Regions from separate parts of the Zea mays genome. Here regions 2 and 3 are each linked to region 1. The links are chromatin contacts, called in public Hi-C maps. All regions are on one chromosome and are shown on one strand. Each heading gives the region's core, a stretch centred on a gene start, on an enhancer-like site or on the middle of the called end of the contact. The rest is flanking DNA. Distances are from core to core; before and after follow the strand shown. Region 1 holds the start of LOC100274334 (putative DUF231 domain containing family protein). Region 2 holds the start of LOC100284805 (10-deacetylbaccatin III 10-O-acetyltransferase). Region 3 holds the start of LOC542067 (DNA methyl transferase 4).

Region 1 (4,455 bases), core at 343-2,842:
ATAGGTTGACATATGGACTAAAGTTTACTCTGAGGAACCATACGGAACTTAAGTTTCACTGTGCAGATACATATATTTATATAAAAAATGACGTTATCATATTCTTATTGCAAAAAATATAAATACAATTATGTCCACGTTCAATGGTCGCCCTACTTTTTGGAATTTCGAGGAGTATTTTGTTAGAACCATGCTTATTTTGAAATACGGTAGCATTGTCCCATGTGGATTAGAATTTGAATGTATTTTGATTTATTATGGATTTAAACCGACTTAATACCACCCAATTCATATGGACTAACGGTGAAACGAAAGCCCTGGGCTAGTTTGGGTATTCTAGTATTGACCTAAATCTATATATATTGAGGCAGATAGATGTGTAAATTAAACTAATTTATACTCTAATCTACCTTAATATACGTGGATTGGGGTAAATACTAGAGTACCCAAATAAAATCTTAAGAACTTTTGCTTTGAAGTGGATTGAGAGAGATTGGAGGGGATTAAATCTCCTCTTATATAAATTTATATAGAAGAAGATTAAATCCCCTTCAATTCCCTAAATCCATCTGTAACCGAACGAAGCCAAGTGCGTTCGACACACGAGGATCTGAGTAGCAGGTTGGTCAACAGTAACTAAACGACATGATATCATGTGTATACAAATAGCGTGGTCGCGCAAAGGCAGTCAGGCAGGCACTTACCATGGCGCGGAAGATCATGTACTCGGAGCCAGCGTCGTCGATGAGGCGCGTCCGCAACCGGTCCGGCACTGCCGCGTAGAGGATGCAGGCGAGCGACTCCCACATGTTGCGGTTCAGCGAGTCGCCCACCAGCACCAGCCGCTTGTCCCGGCACAGCTCCAGGGCCTCCGCGCCGCCCAGCCTGTGGAACACGGCGAGAAGGCGGACCGGCCGGCATGGATGCCCGAGTTAGGGATATAATATGATGCACTGTACAGTTGTCCAAACGAATGCTTGTAACCTCGTGGTGCCGCCGCAGCCCCTGGGCTGCCACCGCCACCGCTCGTAGCCGGAGTCCGGGCGCCCGTTCCGGCGGCACGCCACCTGGTCGCTCAGGAACGGGCACTCTGCCGCGTCGTACAGCGGGTACCCCGCCGCGTCCTCCACCCACTCTCCGTCGAATAGGTCGCACTGGGCGTCCTCGTCGCCGTCCCCCCATCCTTCCTCGGACGGCGCCGGGGCCGGTGAAGGCGGTCCAGCGTCGGCGTCGTCGTCGTCGTCCGGGCTCCAGTCAGCAGGGCCGCCGGCTGATGGTGAGACGGCGTCTGGCGCCGGTGGCGCAGCACGGTACGAGCCGCGGCGGGCGAGCGGTGGCGGCGCCGGGGCCTCCTCCTTCTGCTGCACCCTGGAGAATGGGTCCCACGACGCCGCCGCGCGCGACTGGAACGGCCGGTAGACGGCGGCGGCGAGGAGGATGCCGGCGGAGAGGAGGAAGAGGCAGGCGAGTGCGCACATGGAGCCGGAAGCTGGTGGCTTCATGGGGTGATCCGCCATTATTGGTTAGCTGTAGGCGGCGAGCCCGCTAGTGGAGTGACTGACTGACTGGAGTATGGAGTCCTGGGCAGGGTGATTACATAGCGAGACGGGAGTGACGGACTGGCCGGGGACCAGCAGGAGAGCGCGGGGACGGACGGCGAGCGAGGCGTGGAGGAGCCGCGGTGCGCTGTGCTGGGAGGTTTTGGTTGGGCGCCCTGGCCGGGTTTGGTGGGGAGGGGTTGGGGTTTTGGTCGGGACTTGGGATTGGGACGACCCATATGTGTGCGCCGCTGCTGCTGTTATCTATGCGCTACACCGTCTGTATATGTACACACTCTTGTGTTGTCACGTGACTGAGTGATAGTAGGTAGCTTAATTAGTCAATAGTTAAGGCCAGAGACATGTATACCCCGGTGTAAAACACTGTTTACACTGCAGAGTAGGGAAAGAACTCCGCTCGGCCAGCTTAAAGATGAGGCTCGGATTAGTTCGAAGTTGGCTCGCAAGGGTTAGCTAGCCACATCTTGTTAAATACTTTCTTACCCTCAAGCACCATCTCTCGCCTTCTTAATCACGGGTGCTCGTGCTAGAAGAGACCGTTGCAACTTGCACGCGAATTAAATATTCTAGCTAGTGCCCCCCTTGGCACACATCAAAGTGGCCTGCACGTACGCATATGCCTACGCCTACCTAGCTAGCCGGTTGTTTGAGAAAGGTACGTACGTACTTTAGGCCGATCTGAATGGGCTCAATAGTTTGTGTTACTTACGAACTCTCACGCTCCGTTTCGCAGCGGACAGCATGCTGCTGCCTGTGCTGTGCAGTGCGGCCAACGTGGGCGTGGGGGTGCCTTGCCTCGCTCCAGCTCGCCAACACGAGGACGGACACGTATTGGATCGGAGAGGAAAGCTAGCGATGATGGGACACTGGAAGAAGCTAGCTGGTGGGACACTGGATGGATGATGGAGCCTCCACTGACAGCGAGATCGAGTCCATGCATGATTGTATCGCGTCGCGTAAAGAACCGGTAACGTTCTGGCTCGCAGGATGACGCGCGCAATGAGGATGCCGGGCCGGGCCTGTGGGAGGTGTGTGCGATCCGGGGCACGGAAATGATTTGCACGCTTGAGGGGGTGTCGGAGCTTTGAATACGTCCCCCCATTCGTGTCGAGCCGAATCCGGGCGCGGGTTTCCCATGGGCCGATGGAGAAGATGTGTTAGCAGCCACCGTGTGTGACGGCGTCGCGAGGTAGAAGAAGGGTAGGAACAGAGGGTTTTTGGGTGGAGGAAAGTAGCTACTCAGTACAGAATACGAAATGTAACAATACTATGTTCTTTCCTGTCACACCCACGCACACTCTCGCCTATTACAGCCGCCACTCTGGGCCGGTATAACGGACATTGGGCCTTCTCTCTCGACGGCTCATTGGATCCGTGTCCACTATCTCAGCTGCCTTCTCGACGGGTGCTGTTGAGGTGCTGACATCCCCTGCTTGAGTTGGCGCTTGCCCCCAAGCGCCAGCATCTGGAAACGTCGACTTCAGGGCTTCGACATCCTCCCAGGTCGCCAAGGTGGCGTCGAGGCCAGACCAGCGGACAAGGACTTGGTCGACGGATGTACCACCACGAGAGACGGAGCGATGGTCTGTGCAGGGTACTGGACATCAAGATTAGTAGTTGGTAAAGCATGACTGACCAGTTTGGGCGCCGGTGTGCATGGTTTGAGCTGTGAAACATGGAACACCGGATGCACTGTGGCGGATGCTGGCAGGGACAGCTTATAGGCGACCTTGCCAATGCGAGCAATGATTTGAAAGGGTCCAAAGTACTTGAAGCTGAGCTTATGGCAGGCACGGACAACCACTGATCCCTGAACATAGGGTTGCAACTTAACATACACAAAATCCCCCACAGAGAACTCACGGTCAGATCTGCTTTTATCGGCCTGGTGTTTCATTCTTTGCTGTGCCCTTAACAGATTCTGCTTAATCACCCGAAGCATTAGTTCCCGGTCAGCTAACCATTCGGCCAGATCAGAATTGTGAACCGCATCTGCAGGGACTAATCCAAACTGGCGAGGAGCGCGGCCGTACATGACCTGAAATGGGGACATACCCAACGATGAGTGAGGACAGGTATTATACCAAAACTCTGCTAGGGGCAGCCAGGAAAACCACTTGGTTGGACAGGAATGTGTGAAACTGCGAAGAAATGTCTCAAGACATTGGTTGACACGCTCTGTTTGTCCGTCACTCTGGGGGTGATAAGCAGTGCTCATTTGGAGCTTGGTACCGGATAAACGAAACAGCTCCTGCCATAGATGACTGGTGAAGATGCGGTCCCTGTCCGAAACCAGTGACTGGGGGAGACCATGTAACTTGTAGACATTGGTCATGAATGCTTGCGCAACTTTCAGGGCAGAGAATGGGTGAAGCAACCCAATGAAATGAGCATACTTGCTAAATGTGTCCACCACCACTAAGATGCAGTTAGCTGAACCGGAACGTGGTAAACCCTCGATGAAATCCAGCGATACCACTTGCCAAGCCTGGTCGAGAATAGGTAATGGCTGAAGAAGGCCGGGATACTTAGCGCGATCTGGTTTGGCTTGCTGGCAGACAGAACAGGCAGCCACAAAGTCACAGACAGATTGCTTGAGCCTAGGCCAGGCGAAGATTTGCTTGATACGGCGGTATGTGACTGGAAATCCGGAATGACCTCCAAGAGGACTGTCGTGTAGGGCTGACATAATCTGACGTTGAATAGGAACATTGTCACCTACCCAGACCCGACCTTTATAGCGGATCAACCCTTGCTGGAGCGAGTATGGTCCTTGGGAAGAAGTCTGGACTGATAATTCGGTGATAAGCTTGGTAGCTTTGGGATCCTTGCTGTAGCTCTGGATGACTTCAGAAAGCCATTGTGGGACAGCAGTGGAGGCGCTGAAAACTTCTAA
Region 2 (5,002 bases), core at 304-2,803, 310 kb before region 1:
TTCTTTTTAATTGAGAGGCAGAGCTCCTACCACTACGTTAAAAAAAGATAAATAGGACTTGGCCCATAAACTCCAACAGAAACGTACAAAGTAAATGTCATGTTGGTCAGTACATTATTTGATCAGGTCATTGTCTTAAAATATAAGGTCGCACATCCTCAGTTTGAGCGCTTAGTACTTACTCCTCTCTTCACCACCCAGTGCGTATTTGTATCTGCTACATGACCTCTGCGATGACTATTAGCGAATTACATTTTATTTAGTTGATTAACCCGCTGCTATTTCCTGCGTTCAGGTTACAAAGTTCACATGTGGTGGGTTTTCTGTGGGCATTTGCTTCAGTCACTTGGTGTTCGACGGGCAGGGTGCTGCGCAATTTCTGAAAGCAGTTGGTGAGATGGCTAGGGGCCTCCCTGAGCCATCGATCAAGCCAATCTGGGCTCGTGATGCCATCCCCAACCCACCTAAGCCACCCCTAGGCCCGCCACCGTCATTCACCGCATTCAACTTCGAGAAATCAGTCGTCGAGATCGCTCTGGACAGCATCAAGCGCGTGAAGGATCAAGTTGCAAGCGAAACCAACCAGAAGTGTTCCACTTTCGACGTGGTCACCGCCATGATCTTCAAATGTCGCGCCTTGGCAGTCGACTTCGCACCTGACGCTGAGGTTCGCCTGGGCTTTGCAGCCAGCACTCGCCACCTGCTGAGCAATGTGCTGCCCTCCGTCGATGGCTACTACGGGAACTGTGTGTACCCAGGTGGTCTCACCAAGACCAGCCAGGAGGTGAAGGAAGCTTCACTGGTGGAGATCGTGACCGCGATCAGGGAGGCCAAGGAGGCTCTGTCGTCGAGGTTCCTCGACTGGTTGAGCGGCGGCGCCAAGGAGAACCACTACAACGTGTCGCTGGACTACGGCACCCTCGTCGTGACCGACTGGAGCCACGTGGGTTTCAACGACGTTGACTACGGGTTCGGTGAGCCAAGCTACGTGTTCACCCTGAACGACGACGTGAACATCGTTCCCTCCGTTGTGTACCTGAAGCCTCCCAAGCCGAAGCAGGGCATCAGGCTGGTGCTGCAGTGCGTGGAAGGGCGGCACTCTGCCGTGTTCAGCGAGGAGCTGCAGAAGCACGCATAGAGCGAGTGTATTCCATCCCACAGTGGAGATTGTTGTATTTTGTTGTGTCGAATTGCTGCCCCCGGAATTTGCTTGCAATAAGATAGGGTTGGCACGTGTTTATACTCTGTACTGTTATCTCAGCACGTTACATTATACATGTATTGAGTGAGTATTGACAGTGGTGAAAGAATAATAGTGTTCCATTTGAAACAAATTATTTCAGACTTGTTGGCCTGATGTAGGTTCATGAGGTCTCGGCTCTTGAGTCGAGTTTTAATTGTGTCTATACAAAGCCAGGCTCCAGATGAACATCGATTGAATGGGTACTGTTTGACGATTGATCAGCAGTAGGACGAAGCTTCTTGGGCGACCAATCTCTGAACTAACCTATAAAGAAACAGGCGTGACCAAAAAAAGCATTTAGCTTGAGCAGGGTGCCACATTTGTGAGCTGCAAAGTTCAGAAACAACCGATCATGCCATGTGAGCCACAAAGCCACCACCATCACCAACCAAACCCACTTGCCTTGTGTTTCAGATCAGATTCGCCTAACAGACCCCGACGACTTCCAAACTCCAATCCAGCGTTGAGCTCGACAGCTCGTGCCAAACTAGGCCGCAGCTGGAAATACCCTCCGCTCCACTTACCTGCTGCTGGTGAGCACCGCAAGCACCAACTCGCGCCCACCGCTCCGCTACACCAGCCGACGCCATCATGTCTACCGTCGCCGCCGCCCCCACCGTCGTGAAATCGGCTCCGGAGCTCGTCGCGCCAGTGGGGCCAACACCCGGCGGCACCCTCCCACTGTCCTCCATCGACAAGACCGCGGCGGTGCGCGTGTCGGTGGATTTCATCCAGGTTTTTCCCCCGGCCGTAGGAGCAGGCGGGGACAAAGACGCCGCCGTGGCCGCGATGCGCGACGGCTTCGCGAAGGCGCTGGTGCCGTACTACCCGGTGGCCGGCCGCATCGCGGACGCCAGCCCCGGGGAGCCCGTGGTGGAGTGCACCGGGCAGGGCGTCTGGTTCGTGGAGGCCGCTGCGAGCTGCGCGCTCGCCGACGTCAACTACCTCGAGCGCCCTCTGCTCATCCCCAAGGAGGAGCTCCTCCCGCGACCTCCCCCCGAGGAGAAGCTCGAGGACCTCGTCCTCATGGCACAGGTTCGATCGCTCACCTCCAGATCCCCTTGTCTGATCCGACAGCTAGCAAGATCTCATACGCTCGATAGCCGGATCCGGGTAGAGAACGTCTTTGGGTGCTGAGAATTTGCGCTCTACAGGTGACCAAGTTCGCCTGCGGCGGGTTCGCGGTCGGGATCTGCTTCAGCCACCTGGTGTTCGACGGGCAGGGCGCGGCGCAGTTCCTCAAGGCGGCCGGCGAGATGGCGCGGGGGCTGCCGGCGCCGTCGGTTGCGCCGGTCTGGGACCGCGACGCGATCCCGGACCCGCCTAAGCTGCCGCGCGGCCCCCCGCCGTCGTTCACGGCGTTCAGCTTCGTGACCCAGGTGGTCGAGATCTCGCCGGAGAGCATCGCGCGCATCAAGGACGACTTCAAGGACGCGACGGGGCAGACCTGCTCCACCTTCGACGCTGTCACGGCGGTGGTGTTCAAGTGCCGCGCGCTGGCGATGGCGCTCCCCGACGACGCCGAGGTCCGGCTCGGCTTCGCCGCCAGCACGCGGCACCTCCTCCACGGCGTGCTGCCGTCGGTGGACGGCTACTACGGCAATTGCGTGTACCCCGTGGGCATCACCCGGACCAGCAAGGCGATCCGTGAGGCGTCGCTTCCGGAGGTGGTCGGCGTGATGCGGGAGGCCAAGGAGGCGCTCACCACGCGGTTCACGGACTGGATGCGCGGCGGCGCCAAGGACGACCACTACAACGTGCCGCTGGACTACGGCACGGTGACGGTGTCGGACTGGAGCCGCGTCGGGTTCAACGAGGTGGACTACGGCTTCGGCGAACCGGGGTACGTCTTCACGCTCAACGACGACGTCAACATCGTCGCGTCGGTGATCTACCTCAAACCGCCCGCGCCCAAGCGCGGCATCCGGCTCATGCTTCGCTGCGTCGAGGAACCTCATGCTGCGGCGTTCGCCGAGGAGCTCGCCAAATTCGCGTAGATGGTTGTTTAGTCTTGCTTTATCTATACTTCATTGGTGTCGGACACTCGGACCTCATCTTTTACAATATTATCTATACTTCATTGGTGTCAGACGCTCATTAATTGTCATCGGCATTGTTGGATGTGGGAGAATGAAAAAGCTATTATAAGGAGGTGTACATGAAAGTTTAATACTCATGAACATTTATTTTAGATCTAACGTCTCTAGTTATTTAGTATATTTTGCTAAGAACACTTTCCGATATGGTGGATTGTAGGGGTGAAAGGTGTTATTTGTGAATTATAATGATCAATTAGAAACGTTAAATCTAAAATCGATAGTGATAATTTATATGTGTACTATATGCACTAAGCTTTAAGATACACCGAATATATCCTCTATAGAGAATTGTTGTGAAAAAATAAAATTATAAGCTGTTTGTTTTAAACAAGTATATACAATTTATCTGCTATAAATTTAATCTCTCCCAATTCATCCCCGTGCAATATTGACTTGCAAAAACAGCTCCCAAGCGCCAACCGAAGCATCCTCCGACGGTGACGACCGAAGACGGGTTCCCAAAATTTAAATTATTAGTAAATTGTTTTTTACCTCTTGCAGCATACTAGTAAATCCTATTTCTCATCTTTTATTTTAAACTTTACTCTATAAATATTATCAAACAATGTTATATATAATTTCACGACCGTCTTAATATTAAAAGACTTTCTATGTTTCCTTCTTCCCACATCTTCTCTCCTTCCTCTCCGAAGGCGGGCTTGGCGAAAAGGTGGGTTTGTAATGGAGGTAAGTTGAACGGAGGTAGCATCCACACCCACCTTGCATTGTTGCCATGGAACTCGATGCAGGCGATGCTGGTGGAAGCGGAAGCGGGCTTGCCGGAGGCGTCAATGCACACATTATGAACAGCTATGGATTTGATTAGACCTAAGCTGTCATCATGCAAGGAGGGCACGTTTTGGTTGCTAGTTTGCATGGACAAATTCAAACAGATGAATCATACATGGTGCTGTGGACACCCCTGCACGGCAGTGATGAGCTTACCAGTTACCACAACATATCAGGATACTATCCAATGTCAAGCAATACCATATCGTTTCAGAATACAATCAAAAGTAAAATACAAAACACAACAGATCATTGTTCTTCATTTATTAGCCTCCCAAATTAATAATTGGCATCAGTTCTAAAGCAACTGGCAATTATCATTAGCTCAGAATGTGAAGCAATTGTTAACTGCACCATAGGCAATGGTCATCATCTTTGTTGATCAATTAAAGTTCCTGGAAGCAAGAGCATAAGAAAAAATTATCATCACAGCTAGTGTCGTTTGCCTTAGTTAAGAAAAAATATCATTACAAAAAATACATCATTGGCAACAGATATATGCTCGGATTGTGTAGCGTAAAAAAATCAAGTACATTATTGGCAATGAACATATGCTCATATTGTGCAGCATCAAAAAACAAGCATATCATTGGCAAAAAAAAAAATCATCAGCTCAGATTAGTCAAAATGCATCACAACAGCAGAAATGGTAATGGATATATGCTCAGAACATGTGAATAATAATATAATAGTCTTATGGTTGATCCAATATAGTTCCTTGGGCTTTCTCAACCACAACATGTCACAATAGATTGCCTAGATAGAATAGGTGATACATAAGATGTATACTGGTAGAGACTTGTTACTATATAAGAGTCTCTACCTAGTTAACGCAGGACCAGATCAGCTGCATAATAGAATGCAAAGACAA
Region 3 (4,884 bases), core at 1,154-3,653, 360 kb after region 1:
AATAATATGTAATGTATGAATCTATTTGTCGGGGACCATAATTAGGGGTACCCTCAAGACTCCTAAATCTCAGCTGGTAACCCCCATCAGCACAAAGCTGCAAAGGCCTGATGGGTGCGATTAAGTCAAGGATCGGTCCATTTGAGGGACGCGATTTCGCCTCGCCCGAGCCCAGCCTCGGGCAAGGGCAGCCGACCCCGGAGGATCTACGTCTCGCCCGAGGACCCCCTCAAGCAACGGACCCACCTTCGGCTCGCCCGAGGCCCAGTCTTCGCCAAGAAGCAACCTTGGCCAAGTCGCTACGCCAACCGACCGAATAGCAGGGGCATTTAATGCAAAGGTGGCCTGACACCTTTATCTTGACGCGCGCCCTCCAGTCGACAGAGCCGAAGTGACCGTAGTCACTTCGCTGCTCCACTGACCGGCCTAACAAGAGGACAGCGCCGCCTGCGCCGCTCCGACTGCTGTGCCACTCGACAGAGTGAGGCTGACAGCAGCCAAGTCCGGCTTCAGGCGCCATAGGAAACTCCGCATCACCCGACCCCAGGGCTCGGACTCGGGCTCAACCCCGGAAGACGACGAACTCCGCTTCGCCCGACCCCAGGGCTCGGACTCGGGCTCAGCCCCGGAAGACGACGAACTCCGCTTCGCCCGACCCCAGGGCTCGGACTCGGGCTCAGCCCCGGAAGACGACGAACTCCGCTTCGCCCGACCCCAGGGCTCGGACTCGGGCTCAGCCCCGGAAGACGACGAACTCCGCTTCACCCGACCCCAGGGCTCGGACTCAGGCTCAGCCCCGGAAGACGACGAACTCCGCTTCGCCCGACCCCAGGGCTCGGACTCGGGCTCAGCCCCAGAAGACGACGAACTCCGCTTCGCCCGACCCCAGGGCTCAGACTCGGGCTCAGTCCTGGAAGACGACGAACTCCGCCTCGCCCGACCCCAGGGCTCGGACTCGGGCTCAGCCCCGAAAGATGACGAACTCCGCTTCGCCCGACCCCAGAGCTCTGACTCGGGCTCAGCCCCGGAAGACGACGAACTCCGCTTCGCCCGACCCCAGGGCTCGGACTCGGGCTCGGCCCCGGAAGACGACGAACTCCACTTCGCCCGACCCCAGGGCTCGGACTCAGCCCTAGCCTCAGCCGACGGTCTCCGCCTCGCCCGACCCAGGGGCTCGGACTCGGGCTCAGCCCCGGAAGACGACGCACTCCGCTTCGCCCGATCCCAGGGCTCGGACTCAGCCCTGGCCTCAGCCGACGGTCTCCGCCTCGCCCGACCTAGGGGCTCGGACTCGACCTCGGCCTTGGAAGACAGACTCAACCTCGACCTCGGAGGAGCCTCCACCTCGCCCAACCCAGGGCTCGGACCGACCACATCACAGGAGGCGCCATCATTACCCTACCCCAAGCTGACTCAGGCTACGGGGAACAAGACCGACGTCCCATCTGGCTCGCTCCGCTAAACAAGTAATGATGGCGCCCCACACGCTCTATGACGACGGCGGCTCTCAGCCCCCTTACGGAAGCAAGAGGACGTCAGCAAGGACTCGACAACCCCAACAGTTGTCCTTCCGCCAGGCTCCAGCGCTCCTCCGACGGCCACGACACCACACGAATCGGGTGCCAAAACCTCTCCGGCTGCCACGATGGCATGTACTTAGGGCACTAGCTCTCCTCCGCTAGACATGTTAGCACACTGCTACACCCCCCATTGTACACCTGGACCCTCTCCTTACGCCTATAAAAGGAAGGTCCAGGGCCCTCTTACAGAGGGTTGGCCGCGCGGAGAAGGACGGGACGACGCTCGCGTAAGGCCGCTCGCTCCCTCCCGCGTCGACGCTTGTAACCCCCTACTGCAAGCGTACCCGACCTGGGCGCGGGACAAACACGAAGGCCGCGGGTTTTCCCTTTGCACGCCTGTCTCCCTCCGACTTCTTCCCCCTTCGCGCTCCATCTCGCGCCGACCCATCTGGGCTGGGGCACGCGGCGACAATTTACTCGTCGGTCCAGGGACCCCGGGTTCGAAACGCCGACACTATTCCTGGTATAATTTTTGTGTCTCATTAAAATAAGTGGATTAAATTATGTAATCTATGGAGATAAATAATATTTAGAGAATCACAAACTTCTAAGTGTGCTAGTTCATCCTAAAACATAAATTTACCTTTTTGTATTTATACTGTTTTATCAAACTTGTGTTGACTTGACTGTATAAATAAAACATGTCGAGCAAATGTTTATGCCCCGCAGGAAAATTTTATTCGTTGCCGTCTCCACGGGAGGCGGACCGGACAGTGAGTCCGCGACCGTAATTTGACTCTCAGAACTCTCCGACTCACAGAGTCACAGTCACAGGCTCAGCCAACATAAGGGAACCGGGGTTCCAAACAGTTGCTGCAGCCTAGCACGGGCCGCGCGACTGCCGGAGGCGATGGAGGCGCCGGCACCTTGGAGAGTGCTCGAGTTCTACAGCGGCATCGGAGGCCTGGTACTGTGGGATACCCTGTTTTCTCCTCCGATTCGTCCCGTCATCCATCTAATCTAACGGCGGCTAGGGTTCGGCGCCTTCCCCTTTTGCTTGCAGAGGTACTCGCTGATGGCGTCGGGCGTGCGGGCGGAGGTGGTGGAAGCCTTCGACATCAACGACGTCGCCAATGACGTCTATGAGCACAACTTCGGCCACCGCCCCTGCCAGGTGCGCTCCACTTTGACCCCGAAATCTGCTCTTTAGCAGTCCTCAAACCGAGATAGAAACGTGTTACTTACTGTATGAGAGACCGGTTACCACCTCCGCCTTGCTTCCCTTTTCACAAGCGGTTTAGAACAAAATCACCTCATGGGGAGAAATTTGGAATTTTGCCAACTTCGCTGGATTGCCACCAAATTGGTGGGTTTCGTCTAAATGTCATTATCAACCAAGACACATACGCTGAAATGCCTTTTGGCTATTTAACAAAAAGAAAAACCAATTTAATCGGGTTAGAGAGGGCGACTCATTTGCCCTTCTCTTCTCCGTTTCGCTGCTCCGCTCCACTACGACCACTTTGACACTTCGTGCGGTCGCACTCCAGCGCGATGGGCACCAGACCTGAGGCCATCTTCCGTACCAGCGTCGTCGTGGGCGCCGCTAGCTTCGCTGCAGCAGTGGGCGCCGCCGTGGGTGAGCTGCTGGATGCGCTATGCAGAGATGAGTGAAGCATGCTCATGGCACTTGTCCACGTTGGCGTCTCCATAATGGTGCAGCTGCTCATGGCGTCGGCGTCCGTGCTATGGGAGAAGGCCACCATGCTCACGGGTCACGGCATCAGCAGACATCAGATCGTTGCACTCGAGAACTCGTCGCTGGCGGACCTTGGTGGCCGTTCGTGACGTCGCTGCAGTGGACATTGATTCCTCTTGCTGCTCGCCGTGGCAGCAGCGTCACTTGCCAGCGCCGACGACCCCTACCGCTACTTCACGTGGAATATCTCCTACGTGCCCATCAACGCTAGGAACGCGAGAAGAGAAAGAACAAGCGAAAGAGCAAGATGGATTCTGTACCGGGGTAAATGAGTCAGCTTGCACCCTCCAACTCAATTAAATTGTTTTTTATTTTTAATAAATATCCAAAAGGCATTTCAGCGTATGCGTCTTGATTGATAATGGCACTTGAACGAAACCCACAAATTTAATGGCAATCCAGCGAAGCCTACTTTTTATAATGGCACAATTCCAAATTTCTCCGTCTTGGGAGCACTTTAATGGGTTCAACGCCACCCAACACCTAAACTTCAGCATCATAGCGGAATGATGGGATATCACCCTGAGTTTGGTCCCTAAAGATTTCAAGCGAGCCTTAAATGGTTTAGCCATCTACACCATGTGGAATCTTTGTAAAGATCATAGCAGCAGGATCTTTGATAACAGTCATTCAACTGCCTTCCGAGTTGCCAGGCTGATGAAGGAAAATCTGGACCTTCACAAAAGAGCACAACGTATACACCCTCCTTAGGGTGCTTGGGGTTCTTAGTTGTGGAATTTCTCTTAGCATGAATTCTCCAGTGGGCTCGCAAGCAACAAGACGTGCAGCCCAGTGTAGGGTTGTTGCCCCCTTCCTGTACATATGACTCTTTTCATCTTAATTGAAAGGCAGATGTCTTGCTGTTTACTTTTAAAAAAACTAGTGCAAGCGATTATGGGTGCGCCTAGGTGCAAGGCAAAAAGTTGCATTTGTGATGATCATCTGAAGATTCAGTCTGGAACCTTGGCTCTCAGCTCTGCTACCTGATGTTCAGATAAAGCTACACTTCCTAGCCCTGTTTTCTTGGTACTGCAACCATAACTTTGCTCGTGTATTTGCTTTTTCCAATTTTAGTAAGTAACTATTGCTAATTCGACTTCAATCGAGGACCCCTTCTTTGCTTGCCCATATAGCTTGATAAATTAGGGTGAGTTTCATTAACTTCACAGGCACAAGGGAATGAAGGGGGCAATGGCCACTTGTATTTCTCATTTTTTTAAGCGTTATGCACCTGGATCATGTACAATATACCTCACATCCAGAAGGATATTATCATTCTACGTACCAATTGATTTTTTTGTTTTAGTTTGACTTGTGAATGGTGAACTGCTATGCTGTTATAGTTTTATTAACTGTACATGCATCATTCTTGTACTATAGGGGAACATTCAAACGCTCACTGCTAGTGACTTAGACAAATACAAGGCACATGCATGGCTTCTTTCTCCTCCATGCCAGCCATACACACGACAAGGTCTCCCTCTCAATAATATCTATTCTAGAACTGTATTCTCTTTTTCATTTTTGATTCATGGATCAACCACCTTGTAGGACTTCAGAAGCATTCAGCTGATGCTCGTGCATTTTCGTTCATCAAGATTCTTA

What was found. A called contact is a pair of places that touch in the nucleus more often than the background predicts.
Region 2: a contact with region 1 is called in a Hi-C map of bundle sheath, with 2.3 times the contacts expected there. The contact joins the promoter of LOC100284805 here to the promoter of LOC100274334 in region 1. A contact is called at or near these places in 3 of 25 Hi-C or Micro-C datasets (bundle sheath, ear and endosperm).
Region 3: a Hi-C map of leaf shows a contact between it and region 1, with 6 times the contacts expected there. The contact joins the promoter of LOC542067 here to the promoter of LOC100274334 in region 1.

Annotation. Positions count from the first base shown.
Region 1 is chr8:146,746,502-146,750,956 of Zm-B73-REFERENCE-NAM-5.0, reverse strand. LOC100274334 (putative DUF231 domain containing family protein) reads right to left here and starts at 1,592. Exons shown (of 5, transcript NM_001148695.1): 1 at 985-1,592; 2 at 705-885. The coding sequence starts at 1,517.
Region 2 is chr8:147,057,177-147,062,178 of Zm-B73-REFERENCE-NAM-5.0, reverse strand. LOC100284805 (10-deacetylbaccatin III 10-O-acetyltransferase) reads left to right here and starts at 1,553. Exons shown (of 2, transcript NM_001157700.2): 1 at 1,553-2,278; 2 at 2,398-3,436. The coding sequence starts at 1,835. The coding sequence ends at 3,240. LOC100284134 (3-N-debenzoyl-2-deoxytaxol N-benzoyltransferase) reads left to right here. Exons shown (of 2, transcript NM_001157031.1): 2 at 296-1,307. The coding sequence ends at 1,138.
Region 3 is chr8:146,390,998-146,395,881 of Zm-B73-REFERENCE-NAM-5.0, reverse strand. It overlaps LOC542067 (DNA methyl transferase 4), which reads left to right and starts at 2,403. Exons shown (of 12, transcript NM_001111703.1): 1 at 2,403-2,487; 2 at 2,584-2,694; 3 at 4,660-4,753; 4 at 4,831-4,884. The coding sequence starts at 2,431.